Regions from separate parts of the Mus musculus genome. Here region 1 is linked to region 2. Evidence: chromatin contacts called from public HiChIP or PLAC-seq data. All regions are on one chromosome and are shown on one strand. The core of a region is the stretch at or near the end of the contact, and the rest is flanking DNA. Distances in the headings are between cores, read along the strand shown. Region 1 overlaps Cep112 (centrosomal protein 112). Region 2 holds the start of Axin2 (axin 2).

Region 1 (5,776 bases), core at 2,341-4,840, 150 kb before region 2:
GCTGACTCTACATCTGTACGATCTTTCTGGATTTGTAGCTGCCTGGGATATAGCTGGGATTTGTAGACGCCTGTGCTGGTAGGTAGATCCTGGAAATACAAGAAGATGAGTGTAAATATCTCTGCAGCTTCCACTCATTTGAGTCTGCAACACTGGGGCAGGGAAATTATATTCCCATTCTCTGAGCATCTATCACCTGTGGCTTTAATGTACGGAAGCTGGTCTCTAAGTGCTTCTGTATTTCCATAGCAATACCTTCCCAGCTCATCTAACTTACAATCCCCTCATTTCTGTTTCTAGCCTCCCTCTCCTCTTCCTTCTTTAACACTTGGTAATAGTTTTATGTGTGCCTTCTCAGGCCTCTTATCTGTGCTGTCCCTAATAATCTGAGCCCTTCATGTGAACTTCCACAGAAAGGAATTTTCAATTTTAGATTTTTCTGCCCTGAGCCTACAACCTTTGTTTTTGTATTTATTTTTCTGATAATTTATTTGACCAGGGTTGTCTTGAGTAGCCCCTGCCTCTGCCTTCTAAGCATTGGGATTGAAGCAATGTGCTGTCACTCCCTGTTTCAGTCAGCATTTCTAGTCACCATTAACATCTCCACTCTGATGGTCCATAGGCAGCTCAAGTAGACATATGAGACTTTTTCTTTTGCTCAGTAGAGACATGAGAATTTTTCTTCTCTTGCTACTCTTCCAAGCTCCTCCTCTTGTGCCAGATATTTGACTCAAATGACTATTGTCCACCTAATTACTCTGGTTAGAGTCCTGGAAACTTGACGGGATTCTTCTCTGCCCTTATCTCTCATAAATCAATCCTTAGGACAGCCCCTAAATGTATCTGGACACATAGCTCCTTCCACACTCACTAGTTCCTACCCTTACTCAGAACTGCATCCTCTCTGACCCTGCCTTGTCCAATTTCTCCTTCCTGGAGTCACTGCCCACTGCGCTGTCCCTCACACTGATGGCTCTGTGACAGTTCTGGAACACAAGTAAGAGCATGGTGTTTACAGCTTAAAATCTGTCAGTAGCTTTCCATTTCCTACTGACTGAATCTTAAACTTGGTCTCCTCGCAGAGGAGCCACGGCATCTAAAGCTGTAGTTCTGAGCTTGCTCCCTATCCTTTCGTTCCTCAGGGTCCAACTGTTTTCGTAAGAACACAGACCCATCACTGTGCATGCGTCTCACTATTGCACAGCAGCAATGGGAGATGAAACTGCTGATCCCAGTCAACCATCCTAGTAACAATTTCTTCCTTCCACAAACGTGTATTTGCAACAAAGAGGAAACAGCCAAATATCCATTTTATTACCCCAAATCTTGACACAGCACTACTCCTCATAGTAATGGGGAGAGCACATGAAGCCTCTGCCACCTAGTGACGCAGGCCGGGTGTCTCAGGGAAAGGCGGGTCTGCACCAAGTGGGGGCTGCACTCTGTTGTTCCCAAAGCACTGACAACCTGTGTTTATTCACACTCTACTATCTGACAGACATATTCTAGAAAATAAACGAAGTGAGCCTGACAAGCCAAGGATAACAACTGACTATATTGTTGCTAATAATAAAATTTGCCCTTTCAAACAATAAGTTAGAATTTTGGAAAAATTGGTATCACTGTTGTGAGTTTGACAGCTTGGCAATGCTTAAAGTTTTCTGAGGAGATCAGTGACTTTGCAAGGGTGAGAAAGAGGCAGGGAGAGAATGGAGCATCTCCAGTTGAAAGATTCACATGACTCATGATTCATTCTATTATCTATTTCAGATGATCAATCCCTGATGTTACAAATCCCTTCATGACTAAAAGACCCATTCAATGCACAAAAGAGACCAAGGAGTTTTAGGGAATCTACATGCAAAGTTCATGCATGAGAGTTGCAGATTCCACGTTGCAGCTAGCTTCAAAAACTACCACTTGCTGTGGTTTGGTATTATATAATAGCCAAGTGCCCCAATCATTGGAAGGGCTGCTGAGACACCCCTCTGCCCTCTTCTGACCATCTTTCTGTGTGACTGAATTTCTTTTTGTGTTTCATTGGGAGCAATGTTTTTGTAAGAGTTTAAATACAGAAATAGATAAGAGTCTAGCTCCCTCTGTTAAACAGATTTGTAGAAATATAAAACACCCACATATCTCATCGATTTTTTTAACCTCAGAAATAAACAATTTAGGATTTGGAGAGATGACTTATAAAGTGCCTGCTATGCAAGCATGAGGACAGGAGTTCAGATCTCTAAGGACAGGAGTTCAGAGGACAGGAGTTCAGATCTCTGAGCGCTCCCTCAAAAGACCAGGCACAGCACGGGTATCTGTAAACCGGTGCAGAGGGAAAGTAGTCAGATTTCTAAAGCTCATTGACCAGCCAGTCTAGTTGAAACAGTGAGATCTAGGTTCAGTGAGAGAGCCTGTCTCAAAAACTAAGGTGTAAGGGCTGGAGAGATGACTCAGCAGTTAAGAACACTGGCTGCTCTTCCAAAGGATGTACTCACATGATGGCTCACAACTGTCTTCAATCCTGTCCCAGAGACTTGATGCCTCTTTCTGGCCTTCTTGGGAACTGTATACATAAGGCACATAGACATAAATGCAGACAAAATACCCCTACACATTAAATTTTTAAAATATTTAAACCTAAGGTGTAAAACTAAAGTGAAGGGAAATCAAAGAAGACACGTGTCGTTGACTTGGCCCTGCACACACGGACGTGGACGCAATGCTCCCTTCTCTTAAAAATGGTCTTTGTGTGTTCACGCACACTGAGTCTATTCCTGCTATTTTAAAACCAATTAAATGTTTTAATACTTATTAGTCTTAACTTCCAATGTATCAATAGTCCACATGAACAAAACTTCTTTTTATTCTTTTTATTCTTTTTATTTTCAAATTACATTTTTTAATTTATTTAAGAAGAATATGAATAGGAAATTATTCAATAATTTTGGTTGTGAAGCTTAAATTTATTTATTTTGGGCAATCACTATGTTATTATAGTGCCTTTGAACTATATATGATATAATTTAGAATTATTAAAGTTAAAATTTTTTCAAATACCTATTACATTCTTAAATATTAAAAAGCTAAATGACCCATATTTTTCTAGTTGTTGATTAACCACAAGCCATTGTTATTTGGACAGTGCAGTAATACAGTTAGCCACACAGTCACTCCAGCGTATAAGGGTACAGTGGGCCAAGCCATGGATTCAGAGAAACCTGCCTCTCCTGTTCTTGTAATTCCGCTCCTTCATAGGCCCGCCACTGGCTCAGCAACGTCTGATTTATTCTCTGGCTTAGAATACACAAAGCAGTGTTTTAAGGGTTCAAAAGTATTTTCCACACAACTTGAAAGGTTTTTGTCCACTGAATGAAGAATGTTTTTCAACAAGTTTTAGAATGAAGAACAAACTTGCCAGAGGCTAGAACTGAAGGACTTCAGGGTGAGCACATAAGAGCTGCCCATGGCCCCTATGCTCGCTGGCTGGCACTGCTTCTCCTTTCTCAGAAGCAAGGTCAGCACTGCACACCAAGGCTGAGCCTGGCCTCTAGGAAAGTGTTCTTAGGCTTCTGCTCCCACGGATGGCCTGCTTGTTGAGTTAGCAGGCAAGTCTTCCTGGGTGGGATGGAAAACTCCTTTCTATTCTTAGCATCATTAATTCTAATTCAGGAGGGAACAAAGAAAATGCCACTTTTTTTCCCTGTATCTTTAGAACATGTGCACAGGGAAGACAGGAATTAAATAATGAACAGGTCCTAAAGGAAGTCATCTGAGGCTGGACGGAGATTTCTTTCTATGTCGTGAGGCTTCTAAACCCCCTCAAAGAGGCTTGTGATTTTATTCTTTGGAAATTGATTCATATAAGCTCTTAGCACAGTGAGAGCTGCCCAGGATTATGAAATATTTCTTCTCCCCCTCAAGCCTTCTGGTAACACAGAGCAGATTTCTTGGTGTCCTACTGGCAGGCGACCTTTTCTCGTGAACTCCAGTCAGTGGCTGAGGGAGAGAGGCATCGGTGCTTTAAAAGCTCTTTTCTATGCCTGCAAGCAACATTTTTTACAATATTTCTCCTTGATATGAAATCTCTGCTTGGACATCTGGCCTCACAGTGAGGAACTTTCAATACTCAGGCTTCAAAGAGAGAACTTAGCTCTGGTGGTGCAGAAGGGCCATAGGAACATTCCACAGTATCCTATTGAACAATCCCCAACATTTCCTCAGATGAACTTCCATGAGCTAAGAGAATGGTGCGTGCTAGCTTTCAGGAACTCGTCTCTAGCCTGCAGCCTTCGGTAGGCACTTCCCAGGAGAACATAAGGACACACAAGGCAGAGAGTGCTCTATTAGATTCTGCCTGGTAAGGCAAGACTTGGCTCCTAAGGTTTCTCACAGGTGACCTGTTAAGTGGGCTTCTTAGGGAAAGGTGCATGAGGAAGGGAACCCATAAAGACAACATGTTAAAAATACCATAATGACACAACTACCCTGCTTGAGAATTTTTTAAAAGATCTAAGTTAGTTATTTAATCTTGTTATATTATCACAAACATTTACCGGTTCATTGCCATAAATTAAACCTGAGAATCCTGTGATATCACTAGTTACTAGGGGTTGGTTTACAGGGACGCAGTGCTCATTTGTCCAGCATACTTTTAACATGTCCAACAAAACATACATAGTAAATGCGTATTCTTGAGAAGCTCAGAGTCCAAGTTATTTAAAAAAAAAAAACTTAGATATTATAGATCCACGTGTCCTATTCTGAATTACCGGAAGTCTAGAAAGGGATAAATTATTTTCAAAAAATTATTTTCAAAAGACTGTGGTTAACATGCTTAGCAACAGATCTGCCTGATGCTGCGGGCATTTATTAGAGATATTAATGCAGCTACTGTGCATTTTTGTTTGTATCTAAGGATGTTGTCCTAGTTGCCACCTGCGAAAGTATTCTATAACCTCCTAGAATCTGCAGTGTCCGGTTTCCACCATGAGAATCTGTATGGAGGGCTGACTCAGTACCACAGTGCTCCCAAACACCTCTGAGGAAAGAAACCCTGTCCACATGGACTGCTCTTTTTAGGGACCACAGAAGAGGCAACACTTAAGTGGAAAGGGCATATTACACAGAGCTCATGGATGTGTGCATGAGGTCTTTTTGGCCATCCAAGACCACCTGCCCAGGGGGGGCACCACCTTCCCATATCAATTGCTCTTTAAGAAAGTACCCCCACAGATTTTCCCACAGACAGTCTGATGGAGGCAGTTTCTCCCTTGAGGTTCCTCTTCCCAGATGAGACTGGCTTGTGCCAAGTTGGCCCAGGCTCTAACCCGGAGCCTGCCTCTTCATAGTAGCCATCATTCATCCTATGTCTTGCATCCCAGGATTTGTTCCTAGAACAGAACGTTGATCTTGTTTTCCCATACCTCAGTGTCTTGCCAGTAACAGCAGCATCTAGAGATAGTCTTCCCATTAGTGATATGCTGAAGGCAGTCTGCATGGCTTGAGGAGGCTCTGCAGTCAGGACTCCTGAATAGTATACATCCTCAAGTTATTTTCTGAGACCCAGTTGTTAAGCCCAGGTACACTGCTGCAGCAGTTCTCTGAGGTCCCCTACTTTCTTGATGAAACTGTCTCCCAATTTCTGTCTGCATGACGGTGCTACACCTTATTGTCACAGGAGGTGTATAGTTGTGCATCTGGACAGACCCACTCTACCAACTCCTAGGGGCTACCAACTAACCTCTTGCTCTGCTCTGATATAGGTATCATTTTACTC
Region 2 (5,385 bases), core at 2,786-5,285:
GGGAGGAGATGGCAGCAGAGGCACCAGTTGGCTGGCTGGTCACACAGCTTCTACATTCAGGAAGTAGAAGCTGATGACTGTTAAAAGGGGGACTCTTCCTTTGGCTGTCTTTATTCACTCTGGGATTCCTGTTCATAGGAAGGTACCACCCACATTTGAGGTGGGTCTTTCCTTCTTAGTGAACCCTCACAGACTCACCCAAAGGTGTGTCTCCAAATCTGGTTAAGATTATGAAGACTAACAGTCACTGTCTCTTGTGGCTTGTCTTCTACAAGACCTTCTGTGGTCGGCTTCTGGGGTCATTATTGACCCCTGACTGGATAATATCTTTGTCCAGAGGTTGGGCAGTGTTAGAGTTTAAATGTCTCCAAGTGTTTTTGAACACTGGTGCGCCAGCTGGTCCCCCATTTGGGGCAGCTGTGGAACCTTTTATGAGTGGGTCACAAGTAACAGACCTTTGAAGGTCAAACTTCGTCTTGGATCTTAGCTCTCTCTCCTTCCTGGCCTGCTGTGGTGTGAACAACCACTACACACTCCCACCACCGAATATTCAGCGACTTCCTAGCCATGATGACCTGAAGCCCTCCGAAACTGTGAGCAGAGATAAATCTTCTATCTCTCAGGTTCCTTTTGTCATGTGCTGTGCTGCAGAGACACAAAGAACACCAATATTTGTGACCCAGGACCACTAGGGAATAGGGTAGGGTAACTGCAAAAATAACCATTATGGCGCTGGTGAGATGGCCCAGTGGTTAAGTGCACTGGCTGCTCCTTTAGAGGACTGGAGTTCAATTCCCAGCACCCACATGGTAGCTAACAACCATCTGCAACTCCAGTTCCAGAGGATCTGATGCCTTCTTCAGATCTCCACTAGCACCAGAAATGCACGTGGGTACACGACCCTCATGGATAAAGTTAGAGGAAAATCTTGAAGATTGAGGGGAAAAATAAGTTTTGAATACATACTATCTGCCAACCTGTGTATGTAGCACGTGCTTATTGCTGGCGTTCCCTACAACCCTCCCATGGAACACCATCTGCCTCCTAGATGTGTAAATAAATGGAGTCCAGAGTTGTCAGGTAAGCTGCGATTGTTAACCATGTCTCCCTCTTCTCCCTCTCAACAAAGGAACATTGTGTAAGGTGGCACTTTTCCCGAGGAGGAAAAGTCAGAGTTCCTGAATCTCAGAGCAATATCCCGGGTCTCAGCAACTCTAGTCCCAGCTGGCCTGACTTCCCCTGCACAATGGTTTTTGTGAAAGCTGACAAGGGTCAGAGATCTGGCCGGATGCCTCCCGTGGAGCGAGCCTTTAGCCTTGTTTTCTGGTATTCTAGGATTTCAGCCCAGGACAGAATTCCAGAAAAGGACCCCTCTCTGCTCTCTCTGCTTTATTAAACTTGCCTACACTTAAGCCAAGTGGACTGTCTTATCCTCTGTAAGGTTTTACTTTAAAGGGGGGTTGGGGGGGGGCACTGAGTGAGCATGTGCAGAAATCCATCCCCTTGCTTTCCAGTTTCTAGGCAACCATGCAGGATTACAACAAGTCACATGATAATGCTGCTGCCAGGGAGAAGAGGAAAATGGCAAGCTGCTATCTTGAGAAAGGGGTTGCGAATGATCGACGGCCTTTGGATGTTCCTCTAATAACATTAGCAACAAGTGAGTTAAAGACCCGGGCGCCAGAGAGGGCTTCCAGCCTCTCAGGGCTCACCCAGCCTCTTTGGCTAGATGCAAAATGTTCCTGTATACATGAAGTTGGGTGAGATGCTAGAGACAGTAGAGGGAGTTGTTGGCCTGAGGTGACCCTAACACCTGCTCTGGAAGCCCAGCTCCCAGAGGGGCTGTTGTGGAGAAGATCCCAACCACAAGGGACTCCCCGGGCTGCACTTCCTCCACTGCCCCAGCCCTGGGGTAATGAAGGAGCAGCCAAGCTCTCCGGTTTAAAGGCAGCCTGTGATGACTGTGGGTGGCTCAGGGGCAGTGGGGGGTCAGTGGGGACAACTCAAGGGAGGAAACCACCCATGAAGACCCAGGTTCCAATTCCTTTCTGAAAGCCTCCTCTTTTCTGAACCTTGTTTATTTTGATTTGGGATGGTTTGATGATTCTATGTCCCCTCCCCGAGAGAGAGAGAGAGAGAGAGAGAGAGAGAGAGAGAGAGAGAGAGAGAGAGAGAGAGAGAAGAATCAGGGGTGGGGTGGGGTACATATGTGTACACCCTTGGGTTTTTGCACTGTACTTGCTTCTATGGCAGTTCATGCCTCTCTCTACACTTCTGTTTCTGTGACAATACCTCTGTGGCCCAAGGACCCTCAGGAAACAGTTTTGCTGGGGTTGATGGAGGAGGTGGGCGGGTATGCCTTTGGTCTAGGATTCCATATACCATGTCAGAGCTGGAAGGCAGAGAGAATGGAGAGCCACCCAGTATCCTCACACCTGGTAGTTGTCTCAAGATACAGATGCATTATGGGAACACGCTTCCTCTGGTCTTCCCCGGAAGGACCACATTTCACAGCCGGGACTGCTGGCTTTAGAGAGGTCAGCTCTGGTTGCAAGGAAACCCAGGTACATTGACCATGGAGGAAGAGCAGGAGGATGAGACCCACCGGGCCTCCTTTCTAGGCTGTGGAATTTGAGGCCTAAGGTGTGTGAGCTCTCTGGCCCTTTGCTGCAGCCCGGGTTCTTTCTCCAGTAGAACATGGGGGACACTTTTCCCTCTTTGGACAGCCATGTTTCTTACCTGTTTCAAAGTCTCCAAAGCGGAATGTTCGCCCTCCCTTCAGAAGGCCAGGCCCTTGCTTCTCTCGGCTTTCCTCTCTTTGGATTACTTTGCCCTGGGCTCCGCTGTTGATATTTTGTTGCTGCTGTTGTGTTACTGCTTTGTCTCTGAGAGATTGAGCCTTAGGTAGCCCAGGCTGGCTTCCATTTTACTAAGTTGGTCTTGGAATTCTCATTCTATTGATTGGCTCTACCTTGGGGTGGCAGCCATGTGTCACCAACTCTGGCTTATGTGGTGCAGGGGTTGGGGCGGAACTGAGCGTTTGTGAAGTAAGAACTCTATCAGGCTACCTACTCACTTCCATTCCCCCCCCCCCCCCCCCCCCGCAAGTTTATCAGCTCATCCACGGGGAAATGCTCTACAACAACAGATGAATGAATAAGTGTTCTGAACTTATGGCATATTTTTTTAAGGCCCGTGCCTTATAAATATTTTGGGGAGAATGTGGAAAGGAATTCGAAGGTGACAGTGGGGTGAATTTTTAATACTTTAACACCGCGTATGTGTGGGAGGCATTCCACGGCTGTTTAATAAGTAACATATGGGATGGTGGCAGCCCTTTGGGAGAGTGTGGTGGGCACGGATTTGTTGGGGAAAGAGGTCCATGAGTGTGCAAGGAAGGTGCTGACTGATGTGTAAGGTTGCAATATTGGGGAACTGAGGTGCGCACCTTGATTCCACTGTGGAGACAAATTCACAACCGCCCATCTTCATCCAAACACAACTGTCCACAAACTATTTCTATATTAGTGCAAATAGATACTGGAGCACAAGTGCACACACACACACACACACACACACACACACACACACACACATACACACACATCATGCCTTCTGAGTCAGAGTACGCCCTAAGAATTGGCCAGCGGATCTAGCTCCTACCAGAAGGCTCTCCAAATTCCCAGGGAAATTTGAAAAAAGGTAGGAACGTGTTTGATTTGATGGAGGGGGGCGGGGGGGGGGCGGGTGCTTTATTGCAGTTCTTGCAATGGCCAGAGAGAAACTGGCATTCTAGAGCTGGAGAGCGCTAGGTAGGCAGGGGGAGGAGACATGAGCAGAGGCTGGAGAACTTGAAACATGAAATCAATCAGAACTCCGGCCGAGAACACCCCGGGGCCGCCAGCAGCCGGCGGGGGGCAGACGAGGGCCAAGGAAGGGTTAACGCGGGAGCTGAGTGTGCCACGGGGGCCGGGCCGGGGCGGGGCAGAGCGGGCGCGCGCTGTCCCTTTAAGGCGGGCGGCGCGCGGGCCGGCCGAGCGCCTCTGTGATTGGCGCGGCGGGATCACTGGCTCCCCGAGCCCGGCCCGGGGGAGTCGGCTGGAGCCGGCTGCGCTTTGATAAGGTCCTGGCAACTCAGTAACAGCCCAAGAACCGGGAAATAAAAATAAGCAGCCGTTCGCGATGGATTTCGGGGCCACCCGGAGGCCGAGGCGTCCGCCTCCCCAAAGGAGAGCTTTGCTGTAAAAGGTGGGGTCGGAGGCTCGGTCCCGTCGCAGCCGTTTCTAAGAAAGCTCCGTGCGGCCGGGGGCGGTTGGCAGCGGGGCGCGGGGCCGCGGGAGGGGGCGACCGGGAGCAGGCCGGGGTAGTAGAGGGGTGCGGATTGCACGGCCCCCCAAAAGGGGCGCTGGAGCGCGCTGGGCTGGCCCGGGTGCGGCTCGCATACCTCCCTTCCAGGACCGTGCGCTCGGCTCGCGCCTTTGAAGTGCACAGTTAAATCCACAGCGCAGTTTTTGTTGGAAGCGCCCGGAGGACATTTGGTGCGCCTAGTGACTGCTGGAAACAGGACCTGGGTTGAAAGCCGGCCGGGCGGGGGCCGGGGGCGGCCGCGGTGGGGGCGGAGGCCCACTCGGATCTTTTGCATAAAAGGGGCAGCGGGGCGCACGATCCCCCCCCCCAAAAAAAACCCGGCGCAGACCTCGGGATCGTTGTTTTCCGTGCACCCCCTCCTCCGCCTCCGCGAGACTCCTCATGTTCCCCACGCCCGGGCGGGCCCGGGGGGGCCCCGGGGCAGCCTCTGCGAGTCCAGCGGGGGACCCGGGCAGGGGCTCTGCCCGCGGCGCCTGCGAGGTCTCCGCAAGGAGTGCGCCAGCGGATCAATGGTGAGTGCCGAGGCCGCGGCGGTCCGGCGGCCGGCGCGCTTTGATGTGCGGGGCGGCGCTTTGAAGTTGGCAGGCCGGCTATTTCGGGGCGCGCTCCGGGCCCGCGCGGAGGGGAAGCGGCGGGCTCGGCGCCCAGCGCTCCGGGGGGTTTGGCCGGGCGGCCCTGCGCGCGGTGAGCTGGAGTCCCCTCCCCTGCGCGGGGTCCGGGGTGGCGGGGGGCCGGTCAGGGAGACTTCTCCAAGTGGCGTTGGGGACGGAGGCGGAGACGGGCAGCTCGCCCTCGGGGGTCGAGTCGCCGTGGGTGTGGATGAGTTGGGGTGTGCGTGTTCATGCGAGTGCTTTTGGAAGGTGGGATGAAAGGGTGGCGGCGCCCCCCGCTTGCCCTCCCCGCCCTTCCACCGCCCCCTCCCACTTCTTTCCCCACTAGTCTCCCCCTCCCATCCGCGGGTCCGCGCTTAGGTGCCGGGAGCGCTGGTGAAGGCTCAGTCTGAGGGTAGAACCGGCC

The links. HiChIP or PLAC-seq counts read pairs in DNA pulled down with a chosen protein or histone mark.
Region 1: an H3K4me3 HiChIP or PLAC-seq map of forebrain shows a contact between it and region 2, with 2.1 times the contacts expected there. The contact joins the enhancer-like site here to the promoter of Axin2 in region 2. A contact is called at or near these places in 3 of 484 Hi-C or Micro-C datasets (cortical neurons, uterus and ventricular fibroblasts) and 7 of 115 datasets of contacts at active chromatin or transcription factors (astrocytes, craniofacial prominence, embryonic limb bud and 4 more).

Annotation. Positions count from the first base shown.
Region 1 is chr11:108,770,986-108,776,761 of GRCm38.p6, forward strand. The region is part of intron 23 of Cep112 (centrosomal protein 112); the gene reads left to right. Among named protein-coding and RNA genes, the nearest start is that of Cep112it, 44 kb to the right of the region's middle. Within about 2 kb of position 3,591, at least 10 of the 459 cell types and tissues checked have an H3K27ac peak or open chromatin away from gene starts, as enhancers often do. A contact at or near this core is called in forebrain, where this site is marked.
Region 2 is chr11:108,916,314-108,921,698 of GRCm38.p6, forward strand. It overlaps Axin2 (axin 2), which reads left to right and starts at 4,036. Exons shown (of 11, transcript NM_015732.4): 1 at 4,036-4,248.